Linked DNA regions of Rattus norvegicus: region 2 is linked to region 1. A link is a contact called in public Hi-C data. All regions are on one chromosome and are shown on one strand. The core of a region is the stretch at or near the end of the contact, and the rest is flanking DNA. Distances in the headings are between cores, read along the strand shown.

What was found. A called contact is a pair of places that touch in the nucleus more often than the background predicts.
Region 2: a contact with region 1 is called in a Hi-C map of Schwann cells, with 6 times the contacts expected there. The contact joins the enhancer-like site here to the promoter of Ltbp1 in region 1. A contact is called at or near these places in 6 of 12 Hi-C or Micro-C datasets (the A7r5 cell line, the Rat2 cell line, Schwann cells and 3 more).

What each region holds. Positions count from the first base shown.
Region 1 is chr6:26,174,725-26,181,885 of GRCr8, reverse strand. Ltbp1 (latent transforming growth factor beta binding protein 1) reads left to right here and starts at 4,585. Exons shown (of 34, transcript NM_021587.2): 1 at 4,585-5,381; 2 at 6,340-6,410. The coding sequence starts at 4,906.
Region 2 is chr6:26,361,659-26,368,819 of GRCr8, reverse strand. The region is part of intron 13 of Ttc27 (tetratricopeptide repeat domain 27); the gene reads left to right. Among named protein-coding and RNA genes, the nearest start is that of Ttc27, 89 kb to the left of the region's middle. Within about 2 kb of position 3,974, at least 37 of the 93 cell types and tissues checked have an H3K27ac peak or open chromatin away from gene starts, as enhancers often do. A contact at or near this core is called in Schwann cells, where this site is marked.

The DNA of each region.
Region 1 (7,161 bases), core at 3,336-5,835:
TTTGTTATTTTCCTAAAGTGCTCTCAGTAATGCATCTCCACTCTCATTAGGTTCTCATCCTGTCCTAACCATGTTTCTTGATTCCCTTCCTCTCTGCACGTCTGTCTGGGCCCATTGTCACTCAATGATCCCTCCTTTCTCCTACTATGGCTCATTTTTGTTCTACACTCACCACGGCTCCCCCGCTGTTCATTCTTGTACTATGAATCTTCCCCTGACAAATAATCTCTCTTTCTCTGTCCTGGTCTAGTGAGTTCTAGTCTGCTGTGAGAAGGAAGTACTGTGGGTCGTAAACTTATAAGTGTAAAGGCTCGTTTAGTTTGTGGGTTTGGAAGTCCCAGTCCCTGATTTCTCTTGCTCTCTGCTGAGATAGTGTGTTATAGCAGGGGCACCGGGCACCTTGTGACTCCGGAAGTAAAACTCGCAACAGGAAGAGATCGTGGTCCCACAATAATCTCTTAAAGGCTTGAGGACTTCCCACAAACTTTGCTAAAGGTTGCATCACCCCTCACTAATACCACTCTGGGGACCACGCCTTTAAGACACGTATGGAAACCTTAGCTTGGAGCTCTCCCTCATTCATCCCTCCACCTCCTCCTCTCTGTCTCTCACTCCCTCCTCACACCGTGTACAGACTCATGACTTTTTAACCGGTCTCATTCCAACCTCCTCTTTTCTCTTTCTAAGAATTTCTTGATGAGACTAGAGATGACAGAGGGGGTCTCCATGAAATCCCTGGCTGAAGAAAACACGTGCGGAGGCATTTTTGATCATAGGCAGCCACTAAATTTGATTTGTAGCCGATCCTAAATGTAGGAAAAGATTTTTCAATTACAAAAACTCATAAAGTGTCGAGATGAGGGAACCTGGCTGCATTCTGAGTTTGACTAATGGTCTCAAAGTGCTTTGAAATGTTTGGCATTTGCCAGCCTGTCTTTCCCCCCTAATCTTCAAACCCATGGGTTTTAATGGGAAACATAATCCTCTTTTCTGATTCATTTACACTTAGCTCATCTGAGTATTGTTTTCTAAAAACCATCTGAAGTCCAAGAAGTTTTATGAGATCTTTAAAGACTTGGTTTTTGAACAAGGAAGTTGTGTACTGCCAATGTAAATGGACCTTGAACTCTAGGGGGGTTTAGGTTCAGGGTCTGTGGCATTAAGTTCGGTTGAGACTTGGCAAAGGCTGATCTCGATGCCTGACAGGAACTGGGCCTTCAGGATTAATAGTGAGTTCAGTGTTTGAGATGAGCAGCCATCTCATGTGAAGTTACATGGGGTCCACAGCACAATTCTTAAAGATTATCTTGCTAGTTGTATAAGAAACAAGAAACTTGTGTGGAAAACTGTGATTTTGCCGGCATCTGCCAACAGCCCCAGTGGGGTTCTTTGCTAATGCATATATTTGCATATTCATGGTCATGTAGGCACACATATGTTCCACAGAATGGGGGAGCATTCCTGTTAGAGGTTATAATTTGGTTGAAGATGCACCAGAAGTGGCCACTCCTGTATTGCTGTCAGGAGAAAGAAATATTGCCTTGTACATTTTCAAAGGTAGGAAACATCTGTAATTTCTTTTGTTCTTTATTTTTGGTGTGTGCATGGTGTATGTAAGTGGCATGTATGTAGTGTGTGTGGATGTGTGTGTTCATGCTTGCCTTTGTGTTTGTGTGGAGATCAGAGGAGGACACTGGATGTCCTGTGTGATCATTTCTGCCTATTCCCTTGAGACAGTTTCTCTCTCTGGACTAGGATCTAGGCTGATAACAGCAGTTCCTGCATTCTTTTCTCCTTCCCCTTCCCCTAGAGTGCTGGAGTTACTACTGTCTGTGACCATGGTCTGCTATTATATGGGTGATGGGGATTTGAACTTAGGTCTTTATAGTTGCACACCAGGGACTCTTACTTTCTGAGCTGTCTCACAGAAAACACTTCTCTGTAGAGCCATAGATCAGAGTGAAAACCAGTTTTACTGCAAAGACAGCGATTACAAGCAGAGCCCCAGATTCTCTAGAAACTGAGATCCAGACAGGTGGAATGACTTGCCCAAAGTAGGGAGGCTAGGCTCCCAGAGTCTGCTCCCAGCTGTGCCGTCTGTAAACAGCTGCTTCTGTCCTGGAAGCAGTGTTGATATATGTCACCCCCCCCCCCCCGGCCAATCCTGGACCTGGGAGACACTTGCCAGGAAGGCTTACCCAACACTGAAACTAGTAAAGACTTCTTGTTGGTAATGCTGCCTGGGTCATTTCCCTTGTCCACTCTCCTCCTCCCTTCCCACCCATGGACTGCCTTCCCCTCCCTTGCCTCCTGCTTCCTGCCCCACTCCCTGTGCAATGCACCCAGCTGCTTAGAAAATCCCTATATGACACCTAAAATCTTCACCGGGGCAGGCTTGACTTGCGGCCAGGAAATATTCTTTGTTAAGAATTGTCTACAAGATGACAAAGAATTATGGGATATACTATGTTATAGGATCCCGGAAATCAAATAGTGCCTTGTGAAATTTCGGTTATTTTTCTCTAAGCCTTGCTTAATTCAGCTGTTTATCTTCTTTAATGCTTCATTTAGATCTTGTTTCCCCAACCAGATAGGTTTCCTTTATACAGAGCCTTTGTGCCTCAGGATACTTTGTAACTCCAGATAGATACAAGGATGCTGTGTATCTGCTGGCTTTTTGCACTGCAGGCACTGGGTAGGCATTTGTTCCCTTGTATTTTTTCACATAGAACCCAAAGTTGCAGACACCAGACAGTGTCTTGACCCCTCCTTTCACCTGGTTCACTTTGACCCAGCTTTGAGGTTGGAGTGGAGTTGTGCTGTACAGAGGGACAGGATACCCTAGCTATTAGGGCTGGGAAGGACTTTTCACCCAGTTGGTCTGTGTGTGTGTGTGTGTGTGTGTGTGTGTGTGTGTGTGTGTGTGTGTGTGTATGTGTGTGTTGAGAAAGCAGAGCTTCCGAGAGTAAAGGTGAAATGCCTGTGGACTGTAGAAATTAGTGATAATTTTATGCTGTAGTCCAGGTCTCCTTCCTTCATCCAGAGCTTTTCTTCCTTCCTTTCTTCCTTCCTTTCTTCCTTTCTTTCTTTCTTCCTTTCTTTCCTTCTTTCCTTCTTTCTTTCTTCTTTTTGATGGTAGTGGCTCTCAGACAGTGCTCCCTCTGGAAGCCTGTGTTCAGGCCTCCAGGCCCAGTCTTCTCAGATCAAATACTCACCGGCATGTCAGCCATATGCAGATTGAAGTAGGTGACTAGATTGCTTCCTCAACTTGAAATGAGTTTTCCCACCATCAATATTTCTTAACTCAGTCTCACTTGCTACCAGTTGTCCTGAGCTGGTGCACAGAAAGCCAGCAAACGACAATCAAAAGTACTAATGTGTGAGAAAACCCAAGGCTGGGAAAAAGCCCCTTTTAGCTCACTTTTGAAAATATTCCTTTATTTTATGTGTGTCACTGCTTTGCATGAATATATATATATATGTATATATATGTATATATGCATCTGAAGGTCAGAAGAGAGCATCAAGTCTCCTGGAGCTGGAGGTTTGGATGGTTGTGAACTAACATGTGGGTGCTGGGAATCTAATTCAGGTCCGATGAAAGAGCAGCCAGTGCATTTAACCACCCACCAAGCTATTTCTCCAGTCTCTGGCGCTTTCTTTTTTAAATATACAGTTATTTTAATGGACTTTTGATTTCAGTCATGTAAAAATAGCATTCATTCTGTTGACATTGTTTTAATTCAGATGTTAGCAGTAAAGATGCCATTACCTGGTTTTCTTCAAAGTCTCTTTTGCAGGAGAAAGAGGAGAGAAGAGGAGAGGAGAGGAGAGGGGAGGGGAGGGGAGGGGAGGGGAGGGGAGGGGAGGGGAGGGGAGGGGAGGGGAGGGGAGGAGAGAGAGAGAGAGAGAGAGAGAGAGAGAGAGAGAGAGAGAGAGAGAGAGAGAGAGAGAGAGAGAGAGAGAATGAATCCCTAAATGCTCCGTTCCACTGCGAGGACCACCGGCTGGGCAGCCTCTGCTTTTTTCTTCATCTACATGGGCGCCCCCTGCTGCCCATCCCGCATTCTTGACCCTCCAATGCCAGGAGCAGGGTACCACAAAGTCTTCCGGAGGTTGCAGTCCTAAAGAAAACCTTCCTTCCGACTAATAGAGATAATCACTTTCCAATGGACAGCTTGCCCTACCTGGGATAGCCTTTTCTGGGACCGGACCTAGTGTTCAAATTCAACTCCTGCAGACAGTATCCAAACAAACTCGGGTAAAACACTTCTAAACTGTTATTACTCGAATCCTTTTCGGCCGCTAGAAGGAAAGGGCCGTTCTTCCCTCACCTTGCTGAGCTCTTTGTCTTCTCCTGGGACTGGGGAGCCGGAACCCTTGTCCACTCGACCCACAGTCCCAATCTTTGGATGCGGAGGGTGGCGGCTCATTCTCCGGCTCATCTCAAGCTTTCCCCAATTAGGATTTGCTGCCTGACGTCACGTCTGCCGCAGATTGGCTGTTCAGATCTGACACAGGGCTCCACCGGGGAGAAGAAACTTTTAAAAGACTTTGCAGCCGGGGCTGCCTCTGAGCGTCCAGCGCTCACGGTCGTCCTCGCCCACCCTCGCGGGGTCGGCGCCCATAGCACCTCAGCAGCACCCGGCGACACCCCGGCTGAGCCAGGGGACCCTCACCTTGAGCAGCCCGCGCCCCTCCCCTCCTCTCCACCCCAGCTCCCGCCCCCTGCTCGCCTCCGCTCCCGGCTGGGGTCCGCTGCCGCTCAGCCGCCCGCAAAGCTCCCTCCCTGCGGCCACCCAGTTGGCCTCCACCCCGCGGCGCACAGGCTCTCCGCGGAGTCCTCGGGGATACCGAGGGAGTGCGCCGGGGCAGGGCGAGTCGCACGGCCGGAGACTGCCCGCGATGGCGGGAGCCTGGCTCAGGTGGGGACTCCTGCTCTGGGCAGGGCTGCTAGCGTGGTCTGCGCACGGCCGGGTGCGGAGGATCACGTACGTGGTGCGCCCGGGCCCGGGACTGCCGGCCGGAACCCTGCCTCTGGCTGGGCCCCCGCGGACCTTCAACGTCGCACTGGACGCCAGGTACAGCCGGAGCTCAACAGCCACCTCCAGCCGCTCCTTGGCCGGGCCCCCAGCCGAGCGGACCCGGCGCACCAGCCAGCCTGGCGGCGCGGCCCTGCCCGGGCTCCGATCTCCGCTGCCACCCGAGCCCGCGCGTCCGGGGGCGCCCAGCCGGCAGCTCCACTCAAAGGCCGGTGCTCAGACCGCGGTCACTCGCTTCGCCAAACATGGCAGGCAAGTCGTGCGCTCCAAAGTGCAGCAGGACACGCAGAGCTCCGGGGGCTCCAGACTGCAGGTTCAGCAGAAGCAGCAGCTGCAGGGGTAAGCCCACGCTCCGCCTGCCCCGCGCGCTGGGACCCGGCGGGGCCAGTGCACCGTCTCCTCCCCGCCGGGGGCGCTGCGGGAAGGGGTGGGCGCGGGGGAAGCCCGCTCACTTTTTTACTGGTGTTTAACTCCGAGTGCATTGTTACCGAGCTGCAGGGAAACACAAAAGGCATTTATTTCTTTCCCGGGGCGTAACCTCCTGTGCGCAAACCCTTCAGCTCTTAGACTATGGGCGTAAACATGAAGTCACTACAGCTTAATCCCAAGGCATCAATTAAACTTCTTGCAACTCGGTTTTTTATTTTGGTTTACCTAATGAAAAAGGGATTGTGAGTGAAAGCTGGCTCTAAAGCTCTAAAGCTCTCCTTGAGCATCCCAGAAATTGTAGACTTGGGTTTCCTGGCACCTGTGGGTCCTAAATTGGTAAGAGGTTGGGATGAGATTCCACATGGACCGCAGTAGGGGTTGGAAAGTTTGTTATTCGGTGCTGCTAAATATCCCTACTGCACGCCTTTCTCCCCATTAATCACAAGTTGGGATGGGGGCGACTTAATTTGGACATTTGGCTTCTTCCCCCAACTCCCAGGGATGGATCCTCAGGGTGATCTCACTCTTTTGGCGGGGGGGGGGGGGATGGGGGGTGCGTCAGTGAAGCAAAGTGGGCCTAGAGAATATGAAGAATACTTTTGACTGTTTTAATTTGGAGTTTGAGACAACCATTTGTTTGGATTTTAAGTCTCCATGCCTGTTCTGCAGATCCAGTGGTTCCTCCCTCCTTCCCAGATGAATGGTCCTAGACCCTTACAGCTGAGCAACTTTGGGCTGGGCATCCTGTGGGCACACTTTAGAGCTCTCTCTAATCTAGAGGAACGTGGAAGCAAGAGACTAACTTTTCAGGAACTCTCTGGAAGCTTGAGTTCACTGCTCTGGACTCAGGGGTCTCACTTTGTTTCAGGATCAATGTCTGTGGAGGGCAGTGCTGCCATGGGTGGAGTAAGGCCCCGGGCTCCCAGAGGTGCACCAAACGTAAGTCACAGCAACCTTGGACAATGGACCAGGTGGGGCTGTATGTGTGTGGGGAGTTGGGGGAGGGGAGGGTCAGGTTGGGGTTGGGGAGGTTCCTCAGAGGCCTCTTGAAGAGGCAGGCAGTTTCACCCCGGAAGGTGAAATCTGAAATACAGTACACCTGCAGCCTGTATAACCATCTAGGAAGGACTGGATTATGACATCCAAGATGCCTTGCGCTCAACCCTGGCGTTTATGACTGTCTCACTTGGGGAAAAAAAAATCCCACGTGACGGTAGGCTGTGCGCCAGAACCAATACGATTAATCTAATGGTATTTACACCAACAATTAAAAAGCATTCGTTGACGTGATGTCAGAAGAGGAATGGAAATTAGGGCACCCTTTCCCAGAGTAAGGCAGGAATAGTTGCACACTGGGCATCGAACTTAAGGCTACCCACGTGCTCAGCAAGCTCTCTACCAATGAGCGATTCATACATGTGCATCAGTACACACAGCCCTGCCCGCTCCTGGATTTACAGACCTAAGCCAACCAGGCCCGATGTTAAAAGCTTCCTGAAAAGAGCGACAAGCATCATCCAACCTCGAGGTCCAGTTATTTTCCAGAATCTTCCTGCACTCGGGGCTTTGCCAGTTCAAATGCTTGCTTAACAATATTGAAAAAAAGTTAATTACACATAGATATAAGAACACTGAAGAATATTTCTTATAAACATTATAAAGTTAAAGATAAAGGTAAATGCATATTGAA
Region 2 (7,161 bases), core at 2,725-5,224, 190 kb before region 1:
GTTTTTAGGAATTCCTGTAAATGATGATGATTTAATATCTAGCCCCTTATGAAATTCAATCTTGACAATTTGTGTGATGTCCCCATTTTTAATATTTTTTACTAGATATTTTCTTTATTTACATTTCAACTGTTATCCTCTTTCCCAGTTTCCCCTTTGAAAACCCCCATCCCATACCCTATGCCCTGCCTCCATGAGGGTGCTCCTCCACCTACTCTCTCCTGCCTCCCTGCCCTGGCATTCCCCTATACTGGGGCATTGAGCCTTCACAGGACTGAAGACCTCCCTACCCACTGATGCCCGACAAGGCCATCCTCTGATACATATGCTGATGGAGCCATGGATTGCTCCATGTCTACTCTTTGGTTCGTGGTTTAGTCCCTGGGAGCTCTGGGGTGTCTGGTTGGTTGATATTGTAGTTCTTTCTATGGGGTTGCAAACCTCTTCTGCTCCTTCAGTCCTTTCACTAACTTCTCCGTTGGGGACCCTATTCTCATTCTAATGGTTGGCTGCAAGCATCCGCCTCTTTATTTGTCAGGCTCTGGCAGAGCCTCTTAGGAGACAGCTATATCATACTCCTGTCAACATGTAATTCTGGGCATCCCCAATAGTGTCTGTGTTTGGTGATGTGGGATGGATCCCCAGGTGTGGGGGTCTCTGGATGGCCTTTCCTTCAGTCTCTGCTCCACACTTTGTCTCCATATTTCCTCCTGTGAGTATTTTATTCTCCCTTCTAAGAAGGACTAAAGTATCCACACTTTGGTCTTCCTTCTTTGAGGTTCATGTGGTCTGTGGATTGTATCTTGGGTATTCCGAGCTATTGGGCTAATACCCACTCATCAGTGAGTACATATCATGTGTGTTCTTTTGTGACTGGGTTACCTCACTCAGGATGATATTTTCTAGTTCCACCCATTTGCCTATGAATTTCATGAACTCATTGTTTTTAGTAGCTGAATAGTAAGTACTCCATTGTGTAGATGTACCACATTTTCTGTATCCATTCCTCGGTTGAAGGGCATCTGGGTTCTTTCCAGCTTCTGGCTATTATAAATAAGGCTGCTATGAACATAGTGGAGCACGTGTCTTTGTTATATGTTGGAGCATCTTTTGGGTATATGCCCAGGAGAGGTATAGCTGGATCCTCAGGTAGAAAGAACTATTTGCAATTTTCTGAGGAACCTTCAGACTGATTTCCAGAGTGACTATTCCAGCTTTCAATCCCACCAGCAATGGAGGAGTGTTCGTTCCTCTTTCTCCACATCCTCACCAGCATCTGCTGTTTTTGATCTTAGCCATTCTCACTGGTGTGAGGTGCAATCTCAGGGTTGTTTTGATTTGCATTTCCCTTATGACTAAAGATGTTGAACATTTCTTTAGGTGATTCTCAGCCATTTGATATGGATATTCCTCGGTTGAGAATTCTTTGTTTAGCTCTGTACCCCATTTTTTAATAGGGTTACTTGATTCTCTGGAGTCTAATTTCTTGAGTTCTTTGTATATATTGGATATTAGCCCTCTATCAGATGTAGGATTGGTAAAGATCTTTTCCCAATCTGTTGGTTGCTGTTTTGTCCTAGTGACAGTGTCCTTTGCCTTACAGCTTTGCAGTTTTATGAGGTTCCATTTGTCAATTCCTGATCTTACAGCATAAGCCATTGGTGTTCTGTTCAGGAAATTTTCCCCAGTGCTGATGTGTTGGAGGCTCTTCCCCACTTTCTCTTCCCATTTTTAATATTTTTGACTATATGTTTTCTTGATGCACTGTGCAGTGTGACATCACTGAACTTGAGTTTTGAGCAGTGATTGTGTCATCTTCCTTTGATTTTATGAAACCTTGGTTTTTACCTACCGTCTCCACAGCACCCCAAGATACTGTAATGTGATTTAAATTTTCTGTAGTTAACAATTAATGCTGGAAATTAATATGGCTGCAGTTATTCCTTAACCAGCTAGTTCCCCAAGGAGACCTTTTAATATTTCAAAGCTTAGGCCTTAGCTGGGCAGACTCAACCAGCTCATCTGAGTTAACCTGACCCGTCTACCCCTTCCAGCCACGTGACTAGCTATACCTTCCAGACCCATAGTCATGTCTCTCTCCTCATTTTTTTCTAGAGTTTCTTTCTTCTTCCCGGGCAATCCTGCCTTCCTCTTTCTACTGCCCAACCACAGACTTTAGCCTTTTATTGACCAATTGAGTTGGGGAGCAAGGTTTGCACAACAAAAGCTGATATATGTGAGAAATTGCTTGTCTTGGGGCAACCAGATCTTGAGGCACAGAATTTAGCATTTGAATGCATATCTACACCAGAGCAGCCTCACCATACACACTGAGAGTGGACAAAGAAAATCACTGTAACATAATTCTTTTTACTGTTTTGTATACATTTCTTTAGCTGTGCCTTTAAATGGCACTAAAGAAGCCATCTCCTCAGTGGCATCATCGGTCATTGGTACCGATGGCAAGTGGAGCCGTATGTGTGGCGTGAGTATCGCCATCTACCCAATGAGGAAGGGCGTGGTTACACTTGCTTCATGTCCTGCTGCAGTGCAAGTTGGTGAGCCACAAAGTTCACACTCAAGAACTGGGTAATCCAAACACATTAACAAAAATCACAGTGGTTTTTTTTTTTTTTTTGGTTCTTTTTTTTTCGGAGCTGGGGACTGAACCCAGGGCCTTGCACTTCCTAGGCAAGCGCTCTACCACTGAGCTAAATCCCCAACCCCAAATTACAGTGTTTTGTTTTTTTTTTTCTTTTTCTTTTTCTTTTTTTCCAGAGCTGGGGACCGAACCCAGGGCCTTGCTCTTGCTAGGCAAGCACTCTCCCACTGAGCCAAATCCCCAACTCCCAAATCACAGTGTTTTAAGTAAGCATTTCATCTTTGTATTGTGCCACCTTCCTAGCTGTCCTGGAGCCCATACAGCTCATAGGCTGCTGGTTGGGTCCCCCTGAATTAAAGTTTGCTACTGATATTTTCATGGCTACCGGAAGCCAGGCAGCTCTTTGGGGATACTGCTGGCATTGAAGTTCAGATGATTGGATGTGGAGCCAACAGGTTTTGTCCGTAGTTGAGGTTAAGGAATACGTATGTAACTTGTAATTTATCGTTTCTGAGCATGCAGTTGAGTAATAGGAGGTAGCTTCACACTGTTGGGCACCTGTGAAACTCAAACTAAATCTGTTAGGCGAGTCCTCATTTCCCCTCTCTAAACCTCTGGCAGCCACTGTTTTCCACGTCTACTTACTTCATAAATGCAGACCATACAGTATTATTCTATTTCCTTACATGTATGAGTACTTGGCTTGCATGTGTGTAAGTATACACACCATGTGTGTAGTGCCCGCAGAGGCCAGGAGAGGACAGTGGATCCTATGGAACTGGAATCACATTTGTGAGATACCCTGTAGGTACTGGGAACCTAATCCTGGTCATCCCCTGGACCAGCCAGTGCTCTTAACCTCTGAGCCATCTTTCCAGCCCTCCGTATTCTTCTTTGATGACTACTTCATTTCACTTAGTGTAGTGTCCTTGGGACTCATCCATGCTACGGTACCTGTGCGAACCTTTTCCTTACAAGGCTGGATAGTATCCCACTGAGCCCCATTCTGACTGCCTGCTCATCGGGTGGAGGTGTGGATTGCTCCACATCCTAACTGCTATGGATAGTGCTGAAATGATGTGGAAATGGGTGGAGAGAAAGGTAGACCTGGTAGTCCTTACACTGAGGAAGATGTGATGCTTTCAAAGAGTCAAGTTTCATTAGAGTATTCTTCAAACAAAATTTAAAGTAGGAGAGAGAGAGAGAGAGAGAGAGAGAGAGAGAGAGAGAGTGTGTGTGTGTGTGTGTGTGTGTTGTAATGAGAATAACATATGGTATCCTCCAAAGCTGGTGACAAGTAGCAGGCTGGGGAAGAGGGAGACGTTCACATACAGTGTCTGCTGAAGGTCATGGGCAGCAGAGATGCTTTACGTCTAGTTTGGAGTGGTTTTCATTGGCAGCTGTACCAACTCAGTGATTCTTACTTCATGTGATTATACAACTTCTGGACGTAATTTTGACTTTCATAGTGGGGAAGTGAGGGCATCTGCTATTGGCTTGTGCAAGAAGAGATACCAGAGATGTTGGGGAACAAAATCCCACGGTGAAATATCCCAGCACACAGCACAGCTGTCTGTAGTAGCTTTTCTGGTTTGTTACGTCAGTAACTCTGTGGTTAGATCAGTCTTTCCTCCTCTCACAGACAGGAGAATGGAATGGACTCAGCTTTGAGAGACAAGTCGTATTGATAGGGTAGGGTGGGTTAGTTAGACTGCAGAGCTTTGGGAACAAAAGCTGAGCTGTGTGCTGAAGGGATGGAGGTGCTGGTAAACAGGCTGGTCTTTCAGAGCAGAGAAAATAGGGCCTTTACAATGGGAGTGCTAGATCGCACCCAGGCTATCAAATATCGTACATGTGAGGCTACTCTGACATTTTTGTTCAGTTGTTAGGAACCACTAAAGTTGATTTATGCCATGCTTCGCCTTCAGTGCAGGAATGAGGTGTGACAGAGGACTCAGGACCATCGTTTTGTGCCCACAGCTATGGAGGGGGACACTAGATAGCCTGGGTAGGAAGCTGGTAGCAAGCTCTGTTTTGCAGGAGGGACACTGGAACAAAAGAATGACTGAGGGAAGACTTGACAGGCTTGATGGCTTTGTTATACAATTTAGAACTAATTACTGAGACAAAGAAGTGACAGTTTGCTCAAAGCAGAGTCACAATACAGACAGATATTATGTGAGGATACTTTGCAGCCTGCCATGTGTCTTCAATTCAGGCAGACTGAAAGAAATGCCAAAATACACAGGCATTTGGAGCTCCAGTGTGTACAACTGCTACAAGCTATAACTCAAACACTGTAGACGTAGTAACTTGTGACCCAAATTGGGTCTCTGAAGAAAGAGCTGTCATTACCCTGTGCTGTCTCTTTAAGTGCCACAAGAAAAAGGCTAGAATTAAAAAAAAAAAATGTCGTCCAAAAGATTAGTTTTAATGTGAGATCTAGGTGAACGGAGAGAGGCATTTGCAGAGCATTGATGTAAAAACAGCACTGTTTGGCTTTGTGTCAAGGGATGGGCTGCAACATTAACATACTGTTTATGGTGCACTTCTCAGAGAGCCAGAAGACACATACCACTTACATTCGTGCTTTTGAAATTGCTAACTACCACCCACTCATACCCACCTGTTTTTTTACCCCATGACACTCAAGAAACTAGTAAAATTTAATCTTGGGCTTCAGGGACTTGAGTACTAAAAGCTGAGGTAAGCAGGGGAGAAATCTACCCAAATCTCCAAGGCGGGATTTGTTGACACATGGACCTGTGTAAAGCTTGAGTTCTTATTTCTGTTAGTCATTCTTCCCCTTGTCCTGACTTTTATGCAAAAGGTAAAAGTGAATTGCTTAGATACCAAACCAGTTCATGTAGCACGGAGAAAGGAAAATGTTTATTCCTGTCAAGTGTTCCAACCTGGCACAACACATGTTTTTCCTTTTCTGTTCCTCTCTCTTTTAAAAAGCTTCTTTTCTCCTTAAGTCCTGTCCTTGGTTAGCAGATACTTCTCTTTTGTAAGGTCATGCGATGTCACTGTAATAAGGACTTGAGACTCATAATCAAGAGGACTGGAGAGAGAGTAGTTCCCCTGCCGGATGGGGAAGGGGAGGCATAGTGCTGATGTGAGGGGAGGCAGTTGTTGAATGAGGGATGAGGAGTGCAAGAATGTTTAGAGGGAGCTGGTTTCGCAGCTGGAGAGAGCTTGAGGAAAGGCTGGGTCCCAGAGTTCATATTGGCTGTTCCAGTGTATGCTTGCTATTTAGGTGGCCCATCCAGGGAGTGTTTGGTTTCATTATGTAAGAATTAACAGACTGTGGGATGATGTCACAGGTGAGGCAGGTACAAGATAGAAGGAGGCCTGTCATTGGGCAAGAAGGAAGGATGGGCGGGAGAAAAGTTTGAAGGAAGAGGAGGAGACTGGAATGGAAAGGAGGAAGAGACAGGAGGGAGAGGGAGAGGGAGAGAAGTGGTGGCAGGAGAATATGGCGGGTGACGTTAAGATTCCACGCTGTACCCTTACAGGTTGTTATGAATGTTCTTAAGGGATGGATGTGTATTGGGCTTTGTATGTTTAGGTGGGCAATTATATCTTATCAATTGGGCCAGAGGTTATTGTGTGTTCTTTCATGTGTAGATTTAAGTGTAATGGAGTGTGGGACAGCTGATCTGGGCCACCACAGAGTTGGGATGTGTGTTTCTGGCATGGAAACCTGCCTTGGGAACTAGATAGGTAGAGAGATCGCTGCCAGGCTCAGAGAGAGGCCTTTGGCGGTGTGATATGGGATGGAGCAGAGTGGGTGAGACACTTTGCTGACTGAGAATTAAGATATCTAGCAGCTATCTTGGGGCGCCGCAGTGCCGGACCTAGTGGGGGACAAAAGACTTTTATTTTTTATATTTTTACAACAACAGACAAGCTCACAACTGCCTATAGCTCCTGCGCCCTCAGATTAGTGCCCTCTTCTGGCTTCCAGCAGCACCTGCATGTGATAAACCTATACTCAGATACACATACACAGAACCTAAAACATAAAAATAAATCTTAGGAAGAAAGGAAGGCTATATCCAAATGTAACGTGAAGCTTTGAGGTGAATATTTTTTCTTTCTTGTCATTCTTTAAAATTTTACTTTTTATGTAGAGCAAATGAAAATGAGCAAAATTAGTTTTAATAGACTAATTTCTTGGAATAGCTTACCTTTTTCATCTATTAATGCATTCTGGATAAAAGGTATTAAAATTCTGAATAAAATTCCATCTGTCATGGGGCACGTCTAGCATTTCTAAATGCTGCTATAAATTCATGTATGCTAACCAGACATTGACAACAAAGCTACCTGTTTGGAGGACACATATTACACAAATAAGATGCAGTTTTGCTTTATGCTTTCCTGGTAGGGGCTTCTGTGTTGTTGCTAATAAGTGGTATTTGAGATACTGACTCACTTTGTAGCCCAAAATGGCCCAGCGGTCACAGTCGCCCTGAGTCCTGGAATTGTACTTGGTAATTATACCTGAACCAACATACCTGATACGTTTTTGATTTGGGGTTTTTAAATACAGT